2 separate regions of the Mus musculus genome follow, and region 2 is linked to region 1. A link is a contact called in public Hi-C data. All regions are on one chromosome and are shown on one strand. The core of a region is the stretch at or near the end of the contact, and the rest is flanking DNA. Distances in the headings are between cores, read along the strand shown.

Region 1 (6,013 bases), core at 1,752-4,251:
GTGCAGCCCAGGGACAATTTCCTGTGACACATGTGTGGTTACTCTACTCTGATACTGTTTGCAAAATAATTCTGGTCTAATTAGAGTTGTCCTGGTCACTACATCAATAAAACACAAATGGTACAGAGCCACATTGGTATTTAGAGTTTTCTTGGCTGGTATTTTCCATATGGATTCAGACTATATTTTTTAAATGCTTCCTAGGAAGTCAGGGAAACGGCTCAGTGAGGTAAAGTTCTTGCTATGCAAATGTGAGACCCTAAACTGAAATCCCCAGCATCCACGTAAAAGTTGGGCAAGGTAGCTTGTAAGCCCAGTTCTGTCAGGGCAGACACAGGGGGATCCATGGACATGCCTGGCCAGCCAACACAGTCGGATCTGTGAATTTCAGGCTCGTTCGTAAAAAATACTATGGGACCAGACTTGGCTCAGTGATTGAAGATGTCTGCCACCAAGCTTGATGACCTGAGTTCAGTAGAAAGAGAGAGTTGATTTCTGTATGTAGTCTTCTGGCCTTTGTGTGAATAACACACACAGATACTACACACAAAGCCCCTTGACACTAGGAAGCCATACCAGAACAAGGCTTGGGACTAGTTCTTTCTCTTGAATGCTTCTTTTCCTAGGTGGCACAAAAGATACACTGCCCTTCTCCTGAATACACTTTCAAACTCCCTTAACCTGTCTGATCCCTGTTGGGTGCTTTGTCAGGGAGGTGCATTAGGGGAGGCGACCCTAACCTAAGGTCACCTCGCCCAGTTCTGCAGTAAGTTATTATAACCGTGTGGTCATATCTGATGTTTCTACCACTTTCCTGTTATACTCTGTCACAAAGGGGACGCGTTCTCACTGAATGTGTTGCAAATAATAAGATTACCATGGAAATAGGAATATTCAATCAGAATTTCTGAATTTGGAAAGGATCAAGCAAAGAGAAAAATGTGTTTCATTTCTGTTTACAAAGGTATAATCATTGCCATGAGTTATAGATAGCTTAGGATTAAAAAAAAAAGTTCCTTATAACTCCCTCCCCCACCTCCGCTACAAAACATCAAAGAATTAAAAAATACCCAAACTAAAGGCAATAATCCCCCTTCATCAGTTGCCCACTGCAAGGCAGTTAGCCTGTGCTTGCTCCGCTTGACCTCAAGGCAGCAGCTTTATAAGATGAATGAGCTTCTTGCTGTAGTTGGAAGTCCTAACTGTAGGGGCCAGGCTCACAGCCACCACACTGTGAACCCTGGGTGCCTGCCTGCCAAGTTCCTTTCCTTGAGTCTCTGAAACATTCCCTGCTTTTGAAAGCAGGAGTTCATTCTAGAGCTATAGCGTAGGCTGGCCTAGAACTCTGTGTATAGTCCAAGCTAGCTCCAAACTCGCCATGTACCTGCCACTGCTTCCTGAGTCCTGACGATGCAGACATATACCGCCTTGCCAGCTCACTGACAGTTATTTTATTTATTATTATTTTTGTGTGTGTGTGTGTGTGTGTGTGGAGTATTGCTCAGAGCAGATTGCAGTAGATAATCAGAGTAAAACAGTAACTATCTGTGGAAGGCAAAACTTGTAGCATGGTCATGCTTAAAGACTTAATGAGAGTTTGTGCAATAAGATATTTAGGGGTCTGGGGAGATGGCTCAGTGATTAAGTGTACTGGCTGTTCTTCCATAGGGCCCAAGTTCAATTCCAAGCACCCACATGGTGGCTCATAACCATCTGTAACTCCAGATCCCGAGGATCTGATGAACTCTTCTGGCCTTCTGGGGCACCAAGCAAGAATGTGACAAATAGACGTACATACAAAATATTCATATGCATAAGATGTATGAATTAATTTTTATAAGAAACTTAGTTATTTCTCTGAAATATTTTATTTTTTGATATTTCTCTTTTGTTTATTTTGAGACAGGGTCAGGGTCTCTTAAAGCCCAGAGTAGCCTCAAACTCTCCACGAAGTCTGCGAATGACCTTGAACTTCTGATCCTCCCACACCCATGGCTGCTGGCTAGAGCTCTTTCACCATGCCTGGTTTTGGCAACCAAAAGATTAGCTGAATCCAGGACATTCTGGCTGCTGGCCAGCACTGTACCAACCAAACTACACCCCCAGCCTTTGTTTACTTTTTTTCCCCTAATCTTCTTTAAGAGGGTTTTCAAACTGACCTCAAATTTTTCTTTTCTTTTTTCTTTTTTCCTTAGGATTTCTCCCCCCCCCTTTTTTTATATATAGTCAACTTTTTAAACAATTTATTTATTTATGTATTTGTATGCATGTGAGTACACAGTTGCCGTCTTCAGACACCCCAGAAGAGGGCACTGGATCCCATTACAGTAAGCCACCATGTGGTTGGTGGGAATTGAACTCAGGACCCCTGGAAGAGCAGTCAGTGCTCCCAACCACTAAGCCATCTCACCAGACCTCTTTAGGGTTTTCAAGATGATTTTTGTAGCTCTGGCTGACCTGGAATATATTGTGTAAACCAGGCTGGCCTCAAATTCAGAGACCACCTCCCTCTGCTTCTGCCTCTTGAGTGCTGGGATTAAAAACGGGTTCTATACACACACACACACACACACACACACAGAGAGAGAGAGAGAGAGAGAGAGAGAGAGAGAGAGAGAGCATTGATATCTAACTTTTCAAGCTCCCTCCCCCTTTCCAAATTCTAGGACCACAAACAGGCATGTGTAGCGGTACTTTGGCTAACCACGTTGCTCCCGGATGGTCACATGTGCTCGCTTCACCCCACCCTCCCCACACACACCAGTTACTTTTAATACACCTTTACTAGCCCAAAGGCTGGGCAGTTCTAATCCTTCCCGCAGCTAGCAAACAATCCCCTCTGTTACTCCCGAGTAAACATCTTTTAAAATCTCTATTTTATCTCTGCTACCTCAAACACAGCTGTGGAAGTGGCCCGTGTGGCCACTTTCCCTGATTCTCACATGTCAGCTGGCCTTTAGGTCTCCTCTTCCTTCTTCCCCATCATGGCGATCTCTTTCTCCTCCCTCTCTCCCGGCTTGCCTCCAAGTCCCGCCTCAGTCTACCTGCCCAGCCATTGGCTATTGGTTCTATATTGATCGACCAAAAGCCAATTGAGAACAAGGACCTTCAGGGTTTGGCCCTGCAGATTCCCGATTTAGGGGACTGAATTAATTCAAAGCATTAGAACCAATTCCCAACAGGCATGTGTCAAGCTATGCACACAATTTTAACATAACAACTCCAAAACTAAAATTACGGTTGGTAGTATGAAAGTGAATATATAATGAGCAATGAGAAAATTAATTATCTATGGATTATCATGTAATTTCTGAAATATTTATATCAATGCTTACCTGTAAAATATGATGTAGGGTTATCTTTATTGAGGTGGGGAACTTGCCCATTGCAGTGGCACTAGTCCTTGGGAAGGGGATTCTGGGTAGTGTAAGAGTGGAGAACGCAATCTGACCTCAATCATGTGAGCAAGCCTTCGGTGCAGTCCGCTCTTGACTGCAGATACAATGTTATCGCAAACTCCCGCCTCTGTGGCTTCTCCACACAGTTCCACACCAGAGCTGTGTGCTAGAACAAACCCTGTCTCCTCCATGTTGCTTCCGTCCGAGCATTTTATCACTGCAAGACTTAAGAAGCCATCAACTTAAAGAAAATCAAATTCTGCTTTTGTTCACAGCCCTGTGCCTCTGTGGTGCATTTTCACCATTGTTTGGTGAAATTTTTCCCTTTAAAAATAAAACCTTGCTAGACGGTGGTGGCGCACCCCTTTAATCCCAGCACTTGGGAGGCAGAGGCAGGCGGATTTCCGGGACTACACAGAGAAACTCTGTCTCGAAAAAAACATTAGATAGATAGATAGATAGATAGATAGATAGATAGATAGATAGATAGATAGATAGATAGATAGATAGATAGATTAAAAAAAAACCTTATGTGACATCAATGAGAGGAGAGGTCCTTGGTCCTGTGAAGGCTCCATGTCCCAGTGTAGGGGAATGCCAGGACAAGGAAGCTGGAGTAGGTGGGTTGGTGAGCAGTGAGGGGGGATAGAATAGGGGGTTTTCAGAGGGGAAATGAGGAAAGGGAATAACATTTTAAATGTAAATAAAGAAAATATATAATAATAAAATAAATGAAAAATAAAATAAAATAAATAAAACGTTATAAATAAATCCATTCAATCTCAGTCACCTTCTTTGAGCCCATGAAAATACACATTCAGGTCCTGTCTTACACTTCTCTTTCTTCTTGTGGAACAATTGGCCATTTCAATTTAGGAAAAAAATCATTCTCTTGCCTCTTTAACAGAAATAAATCCTGCATTCTTTGAATGATTTTTCTGTGACGTTATTTCTCTTCACCTTCATTTTTTTCTAGTGTTTTTATTTATATGTGTTGATTTTAGTTTTTCACAGTAAAATACGAAGTAGTGGAAGTTGTGAGTTGTTTGTTACAGAGCAGCCTTCTGCGGCAGGCTAGTGGATGGTAGGACCGTGTGCCATCTGACGATGTTTACAGGTACGCGCTTTTCACAGTACAGCTTTCTCATGTGGCAAAAGAATATGTTTATTAACATAGCCAACTAAAAGTATTCTCTCGGTGCCGTATGAAAATAAAAAGCTAGCACGGTGGCTCATGCTGGTAATCAGAGCATTTAAGCAGTGGAGTCTGAAGGATCAGGAGTTCAAAGTTACTATTGAGTGCACAGTGAGTTTAAGGCAAGCCTGGGTTATATAAGACTGCCTCAAAAGACTAAAGACTATGTATATAGTCTTCTTTACATATTCTCCCCTTCCCTCCCCCTCCCCCTCCCTCTCTCCTCCCCCCCCACCTCCTCCTCCTCCTCCTCCTCCTCCTCCTCCTCCTCCTCCTTCTTCTTCTTCTTCTTCTTCTTCTTCTTCTTCTTCTTCTTCTACATGTTTTTATGCTTTATTTTACTTACAAATAACCTAGCTGTTTAGTAAAAATCTATTACTTAGTGTAATGGTTTGCATATGCTTGGCCCTGGGAGTGGCACTGTTGGGAAGCGTGGAGTTGTTGGAGTAGGTGTGTCACTGTAGGCATGGGCTTTAATACCCTTGTCCTAGCTGCCTGGGAGTCAGTCTTCCACTAGCAGCCTTCAGATAAAAACGTAGAAATCTCAGCTCTGCCTGCACTGTGCTTGTCTGGATGCTGCCATGCTCCCCTCCCGCCTTGACGATAATGGACTGAACCTTGGAACCTGTAAGACAGCCCCGATTAAATTTGTCCTTTATATGAAGGACTTGCCTTGGCCATGATGTCTGTTCACAGCAATGAAACCCTAACTAAGAAGTTTAGTATAATTCTGAGGCTACAAGTTACCAACAAGATTTTGGAAACTTCCAGGAAGTTATCTCATTAACCTTGATTAATCATCATGTCATGCCATCTGATGATGCTATGTATTAATTGTCTTATCACATATACAGACAAATATACTCGAAACAAAAACCTAAATGAGCTAAATACCTGAGAGTTGTTCTCACCGCTATGATTGCCATACAGGAAAAGGTACTGCAATCCATCTTCTCTATATCTTTACCTGTGCACTTGTCTCAAAATTAAATCTATTCCCTAGATATTTTAGCACCTGATACATGGTCCTTTATGTCCTTCGTAACCTCCGTGGGGACAAGAACATGCTTGTGTAATGTTTAGAACTGGGAAGTAGAAGACACACCCACTTCTTTTAAACCAACAATGCCAAACTAGGCTCATCAAAGATTTTCCTTAAAACTTAACATAGTGTTATTAAGAAGGCTAGGCTGACTCCATGACAGGCTTCAAATTGGCAGTTCAGAAGACAGCCTAAATTTCTGTCTCCAAGAACTCGGCAAGTCCGGGCAAGTCTAGGCCTCAGAAGTTGCCCTGTCATTGGGCCTGAGGCAAGGACAATGGGTCAGCAGCAGTTTCCAGACCTCCCCAGCAACAGTTAGCTTCCAGATGGAGGATAGAGGTCACCTACCCAGAATCCCCTAATGTGCTTTAAATCAGG
Region 2 (6,013 bases), core at 1,531-4,030, 98 kb after region 1:
TCCGGCATGATTTCTAGTTCATGTACCAGTGTGGGTCTGTGAGCGTCTTGAGCACAGCTCGGAGCCTGGATTATGCTGCAGGCTCTCTTGGCTCGCTGTTCACAAGGCAGAGCACCCTGTACACTGGAGCCGACAGTGATCACCTTAGAAAATGACTGGAAGGAAGGAACCCTGTCAGAGCCAGCCAGGGTGATGGCACTGCAGGTTCTCCTCCTTCGCTGAAGGTTTCTTGTAGGGGAAAGACCTCTTGACAGCTCAGTGACCTGTGCTTTTTTGCTTGTTTGTTTTGTGCTCTGTGAGGATGTGTAGATAGGTGTGGAGACCAAAGGTCGGATAGACTGCCTTCTCCTTTGTCTCTTCCGCCTGACTTTCTGAGACAAGGCCTTTCACTAAACCTCTGACGTTCAGAGTCCTATCATCACCATGCCAACTCTTTACTTGGATGCTGGGGACCTGAACTCTGGTCCTCAGGTTTGTGCAACTAGCGCCATATCGCCGCTCAAATACTGAGCCTGTATTTTTTTTTAATGGTTCCTGTTTGGATGTTTGTTTCCTCAGGCTTGTCAACGACATGGTCCCAGCATTCTCGATCCCAGCATGGGAGGAGTAGTACCTGCTCTAGACCTGAAGATCGAAAGCCTTCTGAGGTACTTCTGAATGCTTGCTTGCCTTGATCATGTGTGCTGTAAGTAAGTGCATGCGAACCTGCCGCCCACATGCCTGCCCCATGCTGTGCAGGTCTGGGCAAGTGCCCCACTTTATACCCCGGCAAGATGGTGAGAAGCAGATGTGTGCCTTGTTGCAGGAAGAAGTGAGCTAATTAATACATATAGGCTCGAACACGCAAAGCATGTTACACGTATATCATGCGCAGTGAATGTTAGCTATTATTATTAATTGTATTCTTTTTTTCCTTTCCTGTTCCGTCTTCGCTGGCTCCCAACAAGTTTTCCTCTGGCCAGGACATGAGCGGGTTCAGCTGCTGCCAAGTCACTGCCAGCCTCAAGTTAGTTTTAGCCATGGATCTGTGGCTTATTTGGCAACAAGCCAATGTGACTCTGGGAGTTTCGTTATGCTTAAGGCTTTCCCCGTCTTTCCCAATTTGTTTTCACATTTTATGTTTCCCTGATGCCCTACGTTTCGTTGTTCATTTCCCTGCTAAAATCATTTTTAGAGGCATCTGTCTCCCGCCAGCCTCGGTTGCTTAGGGGCCCCGTTGTCCTGAGACCTGCTTTCTCTGCGGCCATTCCGAGGCGCCGGGCATTGAGACCCAGGTGTCTCAGCCTGTCGGGTTCTCAGGGAAAGCTGTGGGAAAGTTGTTCTGGCATTGCACTGTTTGTGGGATGAGCTCAGTTGGCTTGTGGTGTGGTGGTCACACAGCGACAGGTGTTTCTCAGAGTCCCTTCCCATGCTGCCCCCATATAGCTGGAGAGTGCCTTGTCTAGGAGCGGAGGAGTTTCCTGGAGATGGAGTAACATCCCCTGCCAGAAAGCACTTAAGAGACCTGTTCCAGCAAACACTCACGGACGGCTGCTGTGGCCAGTGCTGCTGGCCTGGTGTCTGTTTTGACCTACAGTGCGCACTTTATTTTTTTGTGACATCGGAACGTCTCTGCACCTGTATTTTACTCTGCTGTTAAGTCCTGAGTCAGCTCTTAACTGCTACTACACCTTTCTGGTGTCCATACTATACTGCTGTTACTTCAGCCTGGGAGTGGGATTGGAGCCCTCTGAGCAGCAGGCACCACACCCTGTCCTTGCCTGGTCTGTGTCAAATCTTCTGAGTGCAAAGTGCTTTGTACGTAAAGCACTCGGGTAGCCGTCACCCCTGCCCTTGGTGTCTACTTGGCACTGAGCTTTGGGCCAGAGCCTCTCCCAGGTCTGTAGGAATGGAGCTGCCTTTTCTCATCTCCTTCCTCAGTCTGCCTTCCTTTCTTTGGCAAATTTGCGTGTTTTCTTGTACAGCTTAGCTGGGCTCTCTTTTACCTGATTTGCTTGGTGTGGACTCACAACTTTGACCTCAAAGCCCTTTTCCTTGGGGTTGGGTTGCTGTAGGCTTATGATCAGGGGCTTTTGTCTCATGGTGAGATCTTTGCAGAAGGGACACAGTCAGTCTGTTGCTTAATGGGACTGTAGATGTTAAGAGTGGCATCCTGGCACAAGACCAGTATTGACAATGACAGCGAGAGAAGCGGCCTTTTAATTCAGACCCTACCCCGTACTTTCATAAGATGAAGTTTATTAAAGAGAACACCAGTCTGAAAAGCCAACAGGTGTATACTGTGACCCGTGCTTAGCAGCACAAGAAAGCGCTTCCTGTCCCGAGTGAGGGAGTGCATTGCATCTCTGTGGCTCTGTACACTGAGCAGAGCATCTGGATCCAGGCGCATGCTGCTCGTGATACATGGCAGGGCTTCCTGGTACACACATCCTCACATGGCAGTGGGCTGAGGACAAGGCCGGAGAGGGAAGCAGCTGTGTGGCCCTGGCTGCCAGACAGGGTGCTGTACGGTCAGTCAGCCTCGTCGATTCGGATGGCAAGGGCCCATGAGTCAGGGGTGCTGCCTCCCCACAGTTTGCTTATCTTTGCTGTCTGTGATGAGTTAGGGTGCTTTCTTAGAAGGTGGGCACAAGCTGAGTCTTGATGGCAGTGAAAACAGGGTTGGTTCTGTCTTTCCACAGAAACTTGCTTCCAGGGCTGACGGCATCCTGTGACGTGGGACAACAGGGCTCTAGTGTTCCACTCCTAGATGTTTGCAGGCCTGCATTTCTGCCTGCTGTCAGCCAAAGTGGACCTTGCTCTCACCACCCGCCTGCCCCATGTGCTAGCACTTCAGGAGATTGGCCGCTTCTTTAGCAGTTAGTTTAGAAGATAGTGACCTCTACCGGGTGGTTCTAGATTCTGCCTTGAGGTTAATTGGCTAATGAAGTTTTGTTTTAAAACATGGGCTCGAAAGAGAGCTCTCCGTAGTGGCTTGTCATTCCCTGAAGGATTTCCAAGAGCCTGTGTTCAGCAGCCCTTGGTGAATTGAGAGGTCTTGGAGAGGGGAGCGGTTGTGTTTTGTGCAACAGTTATGTTGAGTCGATACAATCACTGCACCCTCTGCTTGTGTCGGCTGAAGGAGCTGGAGCCCACTTCAGTCCTGGGCGAGGGGAAGGAGTGTCGGGTGGAGTGAAGGGTTTCTGTAACAGGGCACTCTTACTCTGTTGATACCGTGACCTTGTTATGGGCAGCTCCATGGTGCCCTTGCAGCTGCCAGTGCTCTGAAATGAATGCCTGTGCCACTGTCCCTTTCTCGTCTCCCCAGGTGTTTAGGACCGACCTGATCACTGCCATGAAGTTGCATGACTCCTACCAGCTGAACCCGGATGACTACTACGTGCTGGCTGATCCCTGGAGACAGGAGTGGGAGAAAGGGGTCCAGGTGCCTGTGAGCCCAGGGACCATCCCACAGCCTGTGGCCAGGTAGGCACCCTGGATAGACGCGTGCTTCTCTGCTCTCCTCCCTGCAGGCATAGAAGCTGAGAGTTAGCGCTGTAGTAACATGAGGCCTCACAAGAGGCAGAAATGTAGAAACTGTTCAGGCGCTGAGGGCGGTGAGTCAGAGGGCAGTGGCCTCTGAATTTAGCACATTATCGCAGGGGGTGAGCCCTCTTACTGGAGAAGAGAAGGTCCAAGATGTTTTTGGGAATGACCGACTAGGCGAAGTCTGATGTTACTGTCTGTTTCTCTCTGCATTCTATGTCACTTCACTGAGTGGCTTAGTGGGAGCCGTGGTGGCCTTGGTGCTTCGGGCAGTGGCTGATTGTATTTTAGGAGCTGACAGTGTCCGATGAGGAATTTGAGCTGTGGACAGGCTCTTTGCAGACGCTGGTGTTTCCTCTTGATCTCCTGCCGTGTCGCTCACCTCTCCCAACATGTCCTCGATCTTCCTTTGGGACAGGCTGTGTCGAGTTGGTACCTTTTTTCCCCACTTTTGCATATGAGGATGGAGTGCCCGATAGCTCTGCCAGCATCTGGCTGGCTCCTTGCTGTGTGAAATAGCCTCTCTTACCATGGATGAGTATGGACTAAATTCACTTCTTGGCCCTTAACTCCTTAGACACTTGATTGGTTTGATTACCATCATTTTGGGATCTCTGTTCAAATTATATGATAGTATACTATGGCTAGACAGGCATAGGTGACCACCAGGAGTCACCTGCTTCTTCAGATGAGGGTCATGGCCTGTGAAGCGGGTCTCAGGGCGCACAGGATGGGGATGGTCCCTTTTGGCCAGCACCGGCAGGCTGTCAGTCTAGGAAGCCGTGCCAAGGCAGGATGAAATGACTTCATAATAGATAGACTGGAGCGTTTCACTTGATACCTGTTCTTGCTCAAGCAGGAGAAATACATCCAGTTTGTCTGCCCATCTCTGTCACACAGATAAGTTCTTCCTGTCAGTTCCAGGGTGAATAACGTATAAACTCTGGGCATCCTGTTGGTGTGAATGTATGTGGTCAAAACCAGACGTGGCAGGACTGTGACCACAGAGCCTCTGCTGGGCTCCTGGCCCGAGCTGATTTGCTCCTTTTGTGCTGTCCCTAGTCTGGCTAGGGTGAGGTGGAATTCTCCCGTGCTCACAGCTTGTAAGGGGGTGGTGGTAGAGGAATTGTCTGGGGCCATATGTTCATGGACCATGGGCTCTGGCGCTTAGAATAAAGGAATGGCAACAGCCCAAAGTTCTCCCTCAGTCTTTTTGGAAGGTGAGAATTCAGAGGTGTCCCTTGTGGTCCTCAGCGTGTGCTGTGCACATCCAGCTTGTGGCTGTCCCTGCCGTCTCTGTTCCTGAGAACTCAGTGCTTAGCAAGTTCGTCCCTGTTCTGACAACTTCCGGGGGGCAATGAGCAAGCACCAATAATGGAAAGGGATTTAGAAACCAACCCTTGAAATATCTTTTCTTTTAAAATAAATTTATTTATTTATTTATTTTGTTTTTTGACACAGGGCTTCTCTGTATCGCCCTGGCTGTCCTGGAACTCACTCTGTAGACCAGGCTGGCCTCGAACTCAGAAATCTGCCTGCCTCCGCCTCCCAAGTGCGGGATTAAAGGCATGCACCACCGGTGGCCGGCTTAAGTTTATTTGTTGTAGTTTGGGAGCAGACTCTGTTGGAGATGTGGTAGGGTGTTGTGCTGGGAAGGAGATGGCTGTGGAAGGCTGCAGCATCTGCTTCCATTCTGGGTACTTTGAAGATTTCTAGCTGAGGTGTTGCTCTCATTTGGTTTCAAATTCTTAGACTATATGAACATAGGGATGGTCTGGCTTGGGGGTTGGAGGAGGAAGTTGCCCCTGACAGTTTCTTCTACAGGACAGAAAGGGTAATCTGGCTGTTTGTTTTCTTATTAACCAGGGTTGTGTCTGAAGAGAAGTCTCTCATGTTCATCAGGCCCAAGAAGTACATCGCGTCGTCCGGCTCTGAGCCCCCAGCGTTAGGCTACGTCGATATCCGGACTCTGGCAGACAGTGTGTGTCGGTATGACCTCAATGATATGGATGCTGCGTGGCTGGAAGTAACCAATGAAGAATTTAAGGAGATGGGTGAGACTGTTACTTCATTAACTCACATTGGAGAGAGGGCTGGTTAGTCCGCAGTGACTCATATAGAGTCCCTGAGAGGTTGGAGCTCACTGTCACAGCCACCTATGTCACCAGAGTCCCAGCTCTTTGGAGACCAGATTGCTTGTGTGGCTTTGGCACTTGCAATGAGACATACAGTCCACTTGGAGCTCCTAGCGCAGTGGTGGACTGCGGGGCGGAAGCCTGACTTGTTTCTGACTTGAATTCCTGTCCCCGTCTGCTTCTACCCTTACTTACCATACAGGAACTGCAGCCCAGGGAGCAGGAGGACTGGGCCAGTGCCCTGCTCCTCTTTACTGCTGTGATGCCAAAGTCCCATTTTTACTGCCTGCAGCCTGCTGTTTCTCAGACGGAGCCTACAAAGTCAGCTTCAAACCCTCTTGTTTTTACCTCTT

The links. A called contact is a pair of places that touch in the nucleus more often than the background predicts.
Region 2: a Hi-C map of liver shows a contact between it and region 1, with 8 times the contacts expected there. The contact joins the enhancer-like site here to the promoter of Platr4 in region 1. A contact is called at or near these places in 16 of 484 Hi-C or Micro-C datasets (the G1E-ER4 cell line, the HL-1 cell line, embryonic stem cells and 2 more), 14 of 115 datasets of contacts at active chromatin or transcription factors (embryonic stem cells, extraembryonic endoderm stem cells, hepatocytes and 2 more) and 3 of 9 other capture datasets (adipose tissue, embryonic stem cells and liver).

The regions. Positions count from the first base shown.
Region 1 is chr3:41,490,198-41,496,210 of GRCm38.p6, forward strand. Platr4 (pluripotency associated transcript 4) reads right to left here and starts at 3,002. Exons shown (of 2, transcript NR_040385.1): 1 at 2,891-3,002.
Region 2 is chr3:41,588,376-41,594,388 of GRCm38.p6, forward strand. Jade1 (jade family PHD finger 1) reads left to right here. Exons shown (of 11, transcript NM_001130184.1): 3 at 559-647; 4 at 3,308-3,465; 5 at 5,392-5,579. Among named protein-coding and RNA genes, the nearest start is that of Jade1, 36 kb to the left of the region's middle. Within about 2 kb of position 2,781, at least 47 of the 459 cell types and tissues checked have an H3K27ac peak or open chromatin away from gene starts, as enhancers often do. A contact at or near this core is called in adipose tissue, hepatocytes and liver, where this site is marked.